Linked DNA regions of Sus scrofa: region 2 is linked to region 1. Evidence: chromatin contacts called from public Hi-C data. All regions are on one chromosome and are shown on one strand. Each heading gives the region's core, a stretch centred on a gene start, on an enhancer-like site or on the middle of the called end of the contact. The rest is flanking DNA. Distances are from core to core; before and after follow the strand shown. Region 1 holds the start of COL5A2 (collagen type V alpha 2 chain). Region 2 has its middle 21 kb from the start of WDR75.

Region 1 (6,090 bases), core at 1,888-4,387:
TACGTTTCTGTTCTGCACCTTCCCTTCTGTCCATTGCTTCTCTCTTTCATTGTTGAAATCAACGATTCATCACAAGGATTATTTTCTAAGATTAGGTGTAGCCACTTCTAAAAACAAGAATGTATATAAGCTCACTAGGTGTTAGACTTTTATTTTGGAATATAAAAGTTACTACAAATGCACTAGTATTTTCTCCTACAAAAAACAAATGGGGAATCTCTCAAAGCACCCTGCCCCACAAGTAACACACACACACATACACACAACTCATGAAAAGCTGATTTTGTCATCTTAACTCATTTTTGTAACTTAATTTTACCTAATAGTCTCAACTAAAGTTAGCTGAACTCTCAAACTTTCTCATTTTTATAAATTTAAAATATCAATTCAGTTCTTAAAATTTAGTGAGAAGTAGTACTGATTTTGGCCTAACAGGCCTAAAACTTTATTTACTTTCTCTTATCTCATCATTCACAAATATTTCTATCAGACAGGTACTATGTAACATAAGTTTTAAATTTCTGGTAAATAATCACAGTCAAACAGAAGAAAAATATACCTTGAAGTCTTGAAAAGAAAAAATAAAAGCTTATAAATATGTACTTACATGTGAAAATAAGTATATACATTTAAAAGGGGACATATTTGTATACAAAGTCAATACGACGTTATATGACTTACTTATAGCTAAAAGTTGAAAAACATATATGTTTTTACATGTATCCTTACATATTTCTTTGGTTTTAAAGCATTTACCTGAACTTACTTTTCCCCAAATTTAAAATCACATGGGAGTTTCAAATTTCTGACCACTTTTGTTAAGCTTGTAACAAGTCTGTACAGGGGAAAAAAGTATTGCCAAGTATCCATACAACATAAATTAAAGCAAAATATGCATGGTAAATCAGCACAAGTTATGTAGCTCTGAATATCCTGGATTCTGGAATTCTTTTCTATATCATCTTTAATTAGGACTACAACTGTTTTCTTTGGTATTGAATTTTTATCACATATATTCTCACAGTTTGAATAGTAAAACTGAGGAATTTATTTTTCACAATACGTATGCAAGCAACTACCCTTTTTCTGTAAAATCTAATGTTTAGTATTCCAGTTTCTACGCTATTTGGTTATACTGAGGGGGAGGTGAGTTGGTGTGGAATCAGGGACTTTTTGCATCAAGCCTCAAATTTTAACATTTATATAAATTAGTATTATGATAATTATAAGTATTTGGGAAAGTCTTTTAACATGTGGCCTATTCCACATACCTTATGAAACATCCTTTTCAGTTATGCACATGTTCCATTATTTTCATGTTATAAATGTAAGTTATTTATTTTAAAATATGTTAACAAGGAAAGTTGTATTAATGAAGCTTTAAATTAAAACTGTTGGGGTTTTTAGGGGGGAGGGGAGTCAACTATTTCTTTTATATTTAGATTTTCTACCTCTACTGGAATTTTTCTGTATTTTTTCTTCCCTTTCCTGACTACTACTTCCTATTCAACTACCTCCCCAACCCTTCCAAACAACACATGCTTTTTATAACACTGCAAAGAAACTCAAGAGTTTATCTTTTATAAATGATCTCATTTTTTTCCGACATAAAAAGTAACATAAAAAGTTTCAAGATTTTAGAAAGTGCCCCCTCTATGGGACTCTGGACAGACTGTTGGGTATTCTTCCCAGATTCTTATTTTCACTCTTTAAATGTTTTTTAGATCTTAGGTGTCTAGATTAATTTTAATGAACATCTATGAAACAAAAAATACACAGAAGCAGGTATTAAAATATATATATACACACATTGCACATACATATATGTGTATATATACACAAATATATAAATGAAAGACAATAACAGAAAAGTTCAATAAATGTGCTAAGTTTTAAAAGCTTGAGTTTGATGTTAAATTGTTATGAAAATCTATAATGGCCTATTATGAAAGAGTACATGTCTGTATTTGAAACTTCAGGCCTAGAGGGCAAGGATTTAATAATCAGTGGAACCAGTTTAAATATTTTCTTATATTCTATAGCAGCCAAGCATTTTTGCTTAACCACAGAACCTAACGCTAACATATGTAAATTGCATAGGAAAAAAAAAACTGGTAACCAGGCAAGATTTGTCTTACATTTTTAAAAAAGGAAAGAGAAGAAAGGAAACCTGTGCCTCATGAATAATATCCATACAAATAGTCCATGATAAATAAATTATATAAGGCATGCCAATTTCCTGCCTTCCGCCATCCAACAGAGAACCACCACTGTCCTGATAATCAAGTCAGTAGGGTGGGAAAATAAGAAATCTGGCTTCTATCAGCCTCTGCCATGGAGATATAAACGAGACTGTCTCTCAGAAAGCAAAAGTGATTGTAAGATCACAAATGAAAATGGGAAAGACAAAGACGTAAAAGTTGGTAAACAGAAAAGAATAAAGATCCAAAGACAAAGAAAAATCAGTTATCAGAGTGGCTGCAGAGGTTTTTCTAAACAAAGAATTTTATGAAGCAGCTGAAGTTCAGTACAAAAAAGACTCCACCCTACTCTGCTTCTGCGGCAACTTCTTGCTCTGAAAACTCCAGCCCACATAACAGAACTCCTCTAACTAAAAGTGCCTTTAGGACTCCGTTTTAAGCAGTCTCTTTTCTTTGAAACGTCCCACTCTCCACATTCAGGCAAAAGGACTTATCCCAGGCTTTCCCAGAAATATTTCAGCAGTGTACTCTTCCCAGGGGCAGATGTAGAAGCTCCGGATTTACAAACATCCCAATTGTCTTCGGAGCCGTTTCCCAGGTGCAAATCTGTCAGCCCCCTTCTCAACTTCAAACCAGAACCTCCTCTTCATGCTCTTCCTGAGGCTTAACATTCCACCTATTTCCCAAACCATGCAATAAACACCACAAGGAAAGGCAAATGGCAAACTCACCATCCTCGTCTTCTTCCTGGGCTTTTATTGAGACAAATTGCCCTAATAAAACAGTAAGAATGAGGAGAGGTCTTGCTTCTGCCCAGTTTGCCATCATGTCTAAATATTAGACATGTGGGTCCTCCTGGGAGTGAAAAGTAGATTCTAAGGTTATTGTAGCACCATGAAGTCAGCTCCGGGCTCTTCTTTCAGCACTAGCCCCAGGGCAGCCTCTGCAAACCCCCTTTTTCAGCACCAGCTCCGGCACAGTCTGCGAAAACTTTTTTCAAGCGATGCAGCTTTAAATAGGAAGAATGCTGCCTCCACTTCTTTTCCTGCCCCTTTTCAGCTTGTTCAGGCTCATAACCATCCAGTGTCTGCCAAGCAACGGTCTGATTGATGGTAAACAACCAAATCAGAACACGCGCCTCCTGTGCCTTTAACTGTCCTTAATTCATTTATGTTTTAAACATAAATATGGCTTAATCGCAGAAAAAAACGTTTGTTTCTCGTTCCTTTTTTTTTTTTTTTTAAAAAAAAAAAAAAGCCTGTTAGAAGGAAAGAGTCTTAGAGTCTTATTCTCCCGTCCCTAACCCTTCCCCCAGACACACACCCATTCACTTTTTCCCTATAAGCTGAAAAAGACATTAGGGAGGAATTACAGTCTTTTAGCCTAGTTTTTGGTATCTATATAATTCAGGATTCTCGTCCATCTTAAACTTTCAAAGGATCAAATTTTAACCCTTTCTTTTTACTAAGTGTGATTTATTCTTGTCCCCTTGTCACAGTATGTTTATTTTCCCAGATTCTAGAAGGGACTGTTAAATGTCCAGGTAAAGAAATTACTTTAGACAAATAAATGTGTGATGCATCATACTTTTAATTAAGATCATCTTCTTATCTCTCTGTATTATTTATGAAAACCTATCTGCAGATCCCTTTTGTTCCTGAGAGTTTTATTGTGGAGAAAAATAAACCACTGTGCCAGTGTGGAGGACTGGGAAATACACTGCATTTGGAGGCAGAAAACTTCACTTCACACATCAGCTCTGCTACTCACCCATTTTGTAAACACAAAGTCTTTATCTCTGTGCACTCCAATTTTCTCATTTGAGAATAGGGCTTTGCCCTGACCAATGGACAGGGTTTAGTGACACTAAAATAATATGAGTAATATTAACTAAGTTCCAAGTTACAGAGAAATACAAAAAAGTAGATGGTGGTGTTATTAACCCTAAACCCAGTTTTTCAGGGAATATGGTATTCCAGTTTCACGTGACATTCAAGAGCAATATACATGAACTTTTGTGCCACACTCATGTTTGCTAAGATCTTAATGACCCCAGAGTGTTCCACATAATACATTTGCCACCTTGAGTCTACCCAGAATCAGAATGGCTGTTCTACACAAGAAAGGTAAGTCAATGGTTTATAACAACTCAGCAGTGATCACAGCGATCAGGTAGCCAGCACTGTCCTAAGCACTGGAGGGAGAGGATGATTCAAAAATAAGTAAAAGGTGGGAGTTCACATCGTGGCGCAGTGGTTAACGAATCCGACTAGGAACCATGAGGTTGCGGGTTCCACCCCTGGCCTTGCTCAGCTGGTTAAGGATCCTGCGTTGCCGTGAGCTGTGGTGTAGGTTGCAGATGTGGCTTGGATCCCGCGTTGCCGTGGCTGTGGCATAGGCTGATGGCTACAGCTCCGATTAGACCCCTAGCCTGGGAACCTCCATGTGCCATGGGAGCGGCCCTAGAAAAGGCAAAAAAAAAAAAGACAAAAAAAAAAAAAAAAGTAAAAGGCAAAAAAATAAATAAATAAGTAAAAGTCATGCCCACTGTCTCCAAGGAACACTAATGTAGACACTAAGAAAAGAAATTTTCATGAAACTAGAAATATAAGCCAGAGCACATAAATATATGTGGGGTACCTTAAGCCCAGTAGAAATTCAGAGAAAAGAGAGATTATAGGATAATATTAGATAAGTGAAGCATTATCATCACTTTTCTTAATAGAAGTATCCAATTACCTTTTAATTTTAACTTTGGAGTTAGAGTCTCTGCAGAAGTATTCCAGAGGAAGTCAGGTCTCCAAGCAGCTGTACCCTCTAACTTTTCACTTAGACATGTCCTGTTTCAATTACTTCCATCAACATAATACTTAAATTCCCTGCTCCCATTTAAAGGAATGGGCCGAGTAAGGACCAAAACTCACCCTTCTACTAGTTCTATCTAGAATATCTGACAGAGGACTTGGAAAAAACACCTTGCTAAATATTTGAAAAGAAAAACAGGAAAATGCAGAGAAGAAAATTTACTCCAATTGCTTGTCACTTCTATTCTATTTTGAAATGCTTTTAGCCATCAACACACCAATACCAAAGGCTTGGTACAATTTTCAGGCATCTTATGTGGAATCTTTACTGGACCGCAGAGACTAAAGACAGTTATGGAGAATCTGCAATTCTCAAGTATTCTGGATGCTGAGGGCACAGAGATAATAACATAACAGGACTTGCAGCAGAATCAGTATATATAAACAGTGCTTGCTCAGATCAGCATCTTAGTATCTGTTATTAAAGCAGCTTATCAATACAGTTATTTAAAATCTAACTGTAAGGCAACCTCTCACAGTGTCTTCCTGTTTCAGCCTCCTCTTACCATCATACAAAAAGCACATGGTATGATAAGGGCAGAGCAAATATTTTCAAGAGAACTGAGATAAATTAGCATTCTCTCTTATCCTTGCAAGCTTTGTGCCTTGGGCTTTTCTTCTGTGTTTGGCTTTAGGATCTTATATTACACTTCAGAAAAGAGTAAAACACATACAAGTGTTGACCATGTCTGTTTAGTAGATGTGGCTTAATTCCAGAAGATTTGACTATTTCTCAGTCCTCGAAGAACTGATTCTAGGTTTCAGTGCTTGAGTGGGAAGCTCAGAAACCTGTCACAAATCCAGTGTAATAATATATGCCTTGTGGATGAAGTTTTACTAATTCATTTTTCACAGCAATTCTGGGAGGTATTTATTATTTTTCTCAGGTCATACATAGGGAATCTCCCTTCAAAGAAGTTTCAACTTTGCTAAACTAATAAGTGGTAGATTAAGGATTCTATTACTCCAAAGTGAGTGTTCTCACCACTTCCTAGCCTTTAGATCTACTGACATAATCTTTCAAG
Region 2 (5,499 bases), core at 1,454-3,953, 200 kb after region 1:
CCATAAATGAAATTACCGAAGTTTATTTATGATCTTTCAAACAGAGAAGCTAAAGAATGCCATAATAATTTTCTACCCACTCCCTAACCACAGTTTGATGAGAACTTTAAAACAGAAAATAGAGCACTTAGAATCTATTTGTTTTAGAATTATAATTCAGGCTGAAAAAAAAAAAGAGCAAATTAAATTTCAGGTATTAATGTAAGAGAACAATATGAATGTTACCCTATTAACCTAAAAGTATATTTTATTCTGATCCAATAGAAAAATAAGATATATAAAATATTCTTGGGGCAAACTTCCAAAATCCATATATATCCCAACAAATACCACAGTCCCACAAATAACACCATTTATTTCCATGTAACTAAGACTACAGTGCCAAGACCAAAAGATGTATATTTGGGAATAAAACAATACTAAAAGCAGAAGTGGGAAAATTCAGCTTATTTTTATAAAATAGAAAATAGTATTATGCATCAAAAAAAGACAAAAAACAAAATAAAAATAAACAGAGAGCTCCTGAAACATTTCCATCAGTGATTTTAAAAGCTAGACAAAATAACATAGAATTTGTTTTTTGAACATAAGTTTCTCCACATATTTCAATGTGGCTTTACTTTGTTAGGAAAATACTATCCAGAAGTAACTTCTACTACATTTAACCTATACTAGAGCTATCATTTAGCCATCTAAGTTGGCCATTAATAAAGACCAAATTATCAATTAATTATCAACACAGCATTATAATTATACAATGCATAACACATATTTTCACTTAAGTTTTGCTTCTTAATCTAGAAGTTAAATATCTATGGACTTGAAGAAATTACATATAAAGACAAATTCAAGGAGGCTTTTAATGTTTATATAACAAAGCAAAAACTATGTGAATATACATGGAACTGCATAAATTTCTAGTCAATTTTTACATATTTATTGATACATGTAGCAGGTACTCACTAATTTTAAGAACATCATCTGTTAAGATATCTATCAAGTTTTTACTATGCAGAAAAAAGGTTATATATTATTGCCTTGAAATAACATAATTCAAAACTTTATCACAAATAAAACATATCAAAAATTTAAAACTATAATCACTACTTTTTTTTTTTTTTCTTTTTTACGGCCGCACCTGTGGCATATAGAAATTCCTAGGCCAGAGGTCAAATTGGAGCTGCAGCTGGGGCCTACGCTACAGTCACATCAACACCAGATCCAAACCACATCTGTGACCTACACTGCGGCTTGCAGCAACACCAGATCCTTAACCCACTAAGCAAGGCCAGAGATCAAACCCACATCCTCACAGACACTATGTCGGGTTCTTAACCCACTGAACCACAACAAAAACTCCTATAATTACTAATTTTTGATTTGAAAAACTTATGGTTTCCAAATGAGACAGGTTGAGGGGTGAGGGGATGCACTGAGGTTTTAGGATGGAAATGCTATAAAAATTTGGTTGTGATGATTGCTGTACATCTATAAATGTAATAAAGTTCATTAAGTAATTAAAAAAAAAGACTTTGCATTTGTATTTCCAAACATTTAGGCATAATTAAATCTGGTCCTCACCCCTTCTTTCAATTCTTCCTCGCCACCTAATTACTACCTCCATATATCCATAAGAAAACCAAGCTAGAGCCTGATGTGCCACAAACCCATCATACTAGTGTTCATTCCATTCTGCTGCCTTGAAAATCTGCTTTTTCCTTCACTTCCTGGAGGAGTTCCCCTCTATCATTCAACACCTATCTCCAATATTATCTCCTCTATAAAATCTTTTTTAGTTCCCCTAGTGTATGGGCTGGTTCTTCTGTGGTGTTAGAAAATTTTAAGTTGTGCCTTTTTCCTAAGTTACATTAAATGTTCCTAAAGAAAGGCTCTAGGAGTTCCCATCATGGCTCGGTGGTTAACGAATCCAACTAGGAACCATGAGGTTGCGGGTTTGATCCCTGGCCTTGCTCAGTGGGTTAAGGACCCAGCTTTGCCATGAGCTGTGGCATAGGCTGCAGAAGCGGCTTGGATCCCATGTTGCTGTGCTCTGGCATAGGCTGGCAGCTGCAGCTCCAATTAGACTCCTAGCCTGGGAACCTCCATGTGCCATGGGAGCGGCCCTAGAGGTTCTATCTTAATCCTCTTTGACCCTAGTATAGTATCTTTGAAAAGAGACAGGAAGGAAGATTTTAAAAAGAAAAATGAAAGTAGTTAATAACAAGTAATTCTACTTTTTTGGAAAATTAATTGGAAGCACAAGTTCTGTGTGGGTTAGAACCCTATAAACTATCATCACCATAAATCAGATTATTCGAAGGCTTTCAGATACAGTACTTAAATATGTGACACCACAACAGTGAGAAGGTACATAGGTGCTACACAAAGATCTGCCTTTATTACAGCTAATCTTTAGGAAAATAAAAGTTCAGAGTTATTATTAAATGATAATATCAGTGAGATTTAGTTTGGTTTTAAGAAAACTTGTATTATTAGAGTGAATAGCTTCCTAATTAAAGAATAGCTATACAAAGCTTACAGGAAAGGGAAGAAAATCATACGATTATTAAGAAGGGAGTTTAAAGCAAAATCCAACATTCATTTGGGGCACTGTTTCCCAGGAATGAGCTGCTACTCACTAGTGGGGTCAAAGACACTAGATGGTTCTCCAGAGGCCCTTTTCTATTCAAAAGGGCTTTCAAAATAAAGTGGGGGTAGAATAAGAGGCTAGGGAGCTGTTCCTTCGTGCACCAAATGCATTCTCAGAGTACAAACATCTGTTTCAGTTTACATACTTTTAAGTATGACTTTACACATGGAAATTAAACTTAGGCAACACGCCTGGGAAGCCTGTCTGCCAAAGAACTTCATGTACCATCAACAGCTGGAATTTGTATAGGTCTACATTCTACACAACATAATACTGTGAGCTACCAATGACCACATCTCAAACCTAAATGTCAAAGAACAGCTTCTAAAGCTCATAAAGTTTTTCTATTAGAGAAAAATAAGACAGTGATGGAAGAGGAATCTAATTTGAAAAAAATATAGAGGAGTTCTAGAACTTAAAGAGATGCTTTTGTAAATAAAGACATTAAAAGATCCAAAGATCTTTTTTAATGTTTCTATACTAAGAAATGTTCATTCCATAATATTCCAATAAGATTACCTATTAGTTAGATATTAAAAATATTTTTCAATGTGCTAATAGTATAATTATAATTTCTTGTAGGCCGAAGTAGAATATAAAACCTGCAAAAATAATGATGTATCTTTGGTGCCACCATGTGGTATATCTGTATTTTTACAGTGGTTGTGTGTGTGTGTGTGTGTGTGTGTGTGTGTGTGTGTGTGTGTGTGTGTGTGTGTGTGTGTGTATGTGTGTATGTAATAATGTTCATACCTAGTAAGTTATCATCAGTTCTCTGGCATGCTAATACTGTTAAATACGTTTAAAACATAGGGTCTGTTCCCAGATAATTTACATACTAATGAATCATCAACCAATATACAGTAACTAGGAACCCACAATGCAGGAAACATTGCATTATGATATCTAGAAGATCAATATACCGTCTTGCCCTCAGAGGGCATACATCTGTTAATATCAAAACAAAAAAAATCAAGTATTAATGTGAAACAACTCAAGAGCTATTATATAACTAGATCGCAATAAATGGTAAAGAAATGTTTTTAAGTGCTCTGATTGGAAAGTAAGAAGACAAATGAGAGTATTTGTGGAAGAGACTGAGAAGTTTTGAAGCTCTTAGGAAGGATTAGTTATGCAGAATGAAAATAAGAGGGCATTTCAGAAAACAATATTAAATAAAGGTACAGATCTAGAATCATCACGGAATGAATGCTAGGAGGTCTACACTCACAGTGAGGTTCATAGAGCCAAGAAAAATAATATACATTAGAAAAATAAGTTAGAACAAGTTGCATCAGTCTTTCATGGCCAGATAAGAAGCCTAGATTTTTGCCTATAGGTCATAAGGGATCATTGATTCAAAATATCATGCTTTTATTTCTCTCTGAGGATATAATCATATGAATGTCCGTGAGTTTACATGAAAATAATTTATTGCCCAAATGAGAATAATCACAAGCTCAGAACCTTTAATCCCTCACTCTGAGTAAGTAATTTGAGGTTACAGAGCCCTGAAACCAAAATCAACCAGTAAATCACTCCAGGCGGGTGGAAATTAATAAATAAATATTTTAAAGGATGACGACTGGGTCCAAGGAGATGTAAAACCTTATTTCTAATATTTTACTTAGATCTTCTGTTCTTAAGATGCTTGATTATACCATAACATAGTGATCACTTTGTGTGTCCATATTCCTCAACATGAGATCCTTAAATCCACTGTCTTAACTTTGTATCCCTAGGATCTAAGACATTGTCTTATATTAAATATTTAATGTTTGTTGAATTAGGAAACAAAATGCGTTATTAAAAAGATAAAATGGGAGTTCCCTTGACGCACAGCTCTTTAAGGATCTGGCATCACTGCTGCAGCTCAGGTCACTACTGTGCCTCAGGTTTGATCCCTGGCCTGGGAACTTCCACATGGTGCGGGCACAGGCAAAAAAAAACAAAAAGATAGAGAGAGAAAGATAAAATTATACAGCTATCGGAACAGCTGAAAATCCAAAATCCAGAACACTGACAACAACGAATGCTGGCAAGAATGTGGAGCCACAGGAATACTCATACATTACTGGTGGGATCTCAAAATGGTATATAGCACCTTTGGATTCTGGAGGTTTCTTACAAAACTAAACATACTGTTACCATAAATCTAACAATCATATTCCTTGGTATTTATTCAAATGAGTGGAAAACTTATAACTATACAGAAATCTACACATGGATATAATAGCAGCTTAATTCATAACTGCCAAAAACTTGCAACAAAGATGTCATATCCTCAGTGAGTAGAATGAATAAACTATAGTATACACAGATAATGGAATATTATTATTCAGCACTAAAAAGAAATGAGCTAGCAAGCCATGAAAAGAAATGAAGGAAACATATGAATACTACTAAAGCAAAAGAAGCTAATCTGAAAAGGTTACTTATTGTATGATTCCAACTAATGACATTCTAGAAAGGCAAAACTATGGATGGAGACAGTAAGAAAATCAGTGGTTTCCAGGAGGGGAGAAAGAAGGAAAAATGAATAGGCAGAGCATAGAGGATTTTTAGGGCAGTAAAAATATTATGTATGATATTAAAATGATGGATGTATGTCATTATATATGTTTGTTCAAACCCATAGAATGTACAACACTAAGAGTAACCACTTAGGTAAGCTAGGACATTGGGTAATTATGATGTGGCAATGCAGGTTCATTTTGGTAAGAAATGTACCATTCTTGTGAGTGATGATAATAATGGGGGAAGCTACGCATGTGGAAAGGCAAAGTATCTCTATACCTCCCTCTCAATTTTGTTGTAAACAAAAAACTGCTCTGTAAAAACTAATTTTA

Evidence for each region. Hi-C and Micro-C count contacts between places; a contact is called where the count stands out from the background.
Region 2: a Hi-C map of fetal skeletal muscle shows a contact between it and region 1, with 2.7 times the contacts expected there. The contact joins the enhancer-like site here to the promoter of COL5A2 in region 1. A contact is called at or near these places in 4 of 47 Hi-C or Micro-C datasets (embryonic fibroblasts, fetal skeletal muscle and fibroblasts) and 1 of 2 datasets of contacts at active chromatin or transcription factors (skeletal muscle).

What each region holds. Positions count from the first base shown.
Region 1 is chr15:93,755,553-93,761,642 of Sscrofa11.1, forward strand. It overlaps COL5A2 (collagen type V alpha 2 chain), which reads right to left and starts at 3,138. Exons shown (of 54, transcript NM_001105289.1): 1 at 2,933-3,138. The coding sequence starts at 3,029. The region is part of intron 1 of LOC110257158 (a long non-coding RNA gene); the gene reads left to right.
Region 2 is chr15:93,957,593-93,963,091 of Sscrofa11.1, forward strand. It overlaps a transcript of COL5A2 not described here. Among named protein-coding and RNA genes, the nearest start is that of WDR75, 21 kb to the right of the region's middle. Within about 2 kb of position 2,704, at least 26 of the 83 cell types and tissues checked have an H3K27ac peak or open chromatin away from gene starts, as enhancers often do. A contact at or near this core is called in fetal skeletal muscle and skeletal muscle, where this site is marked.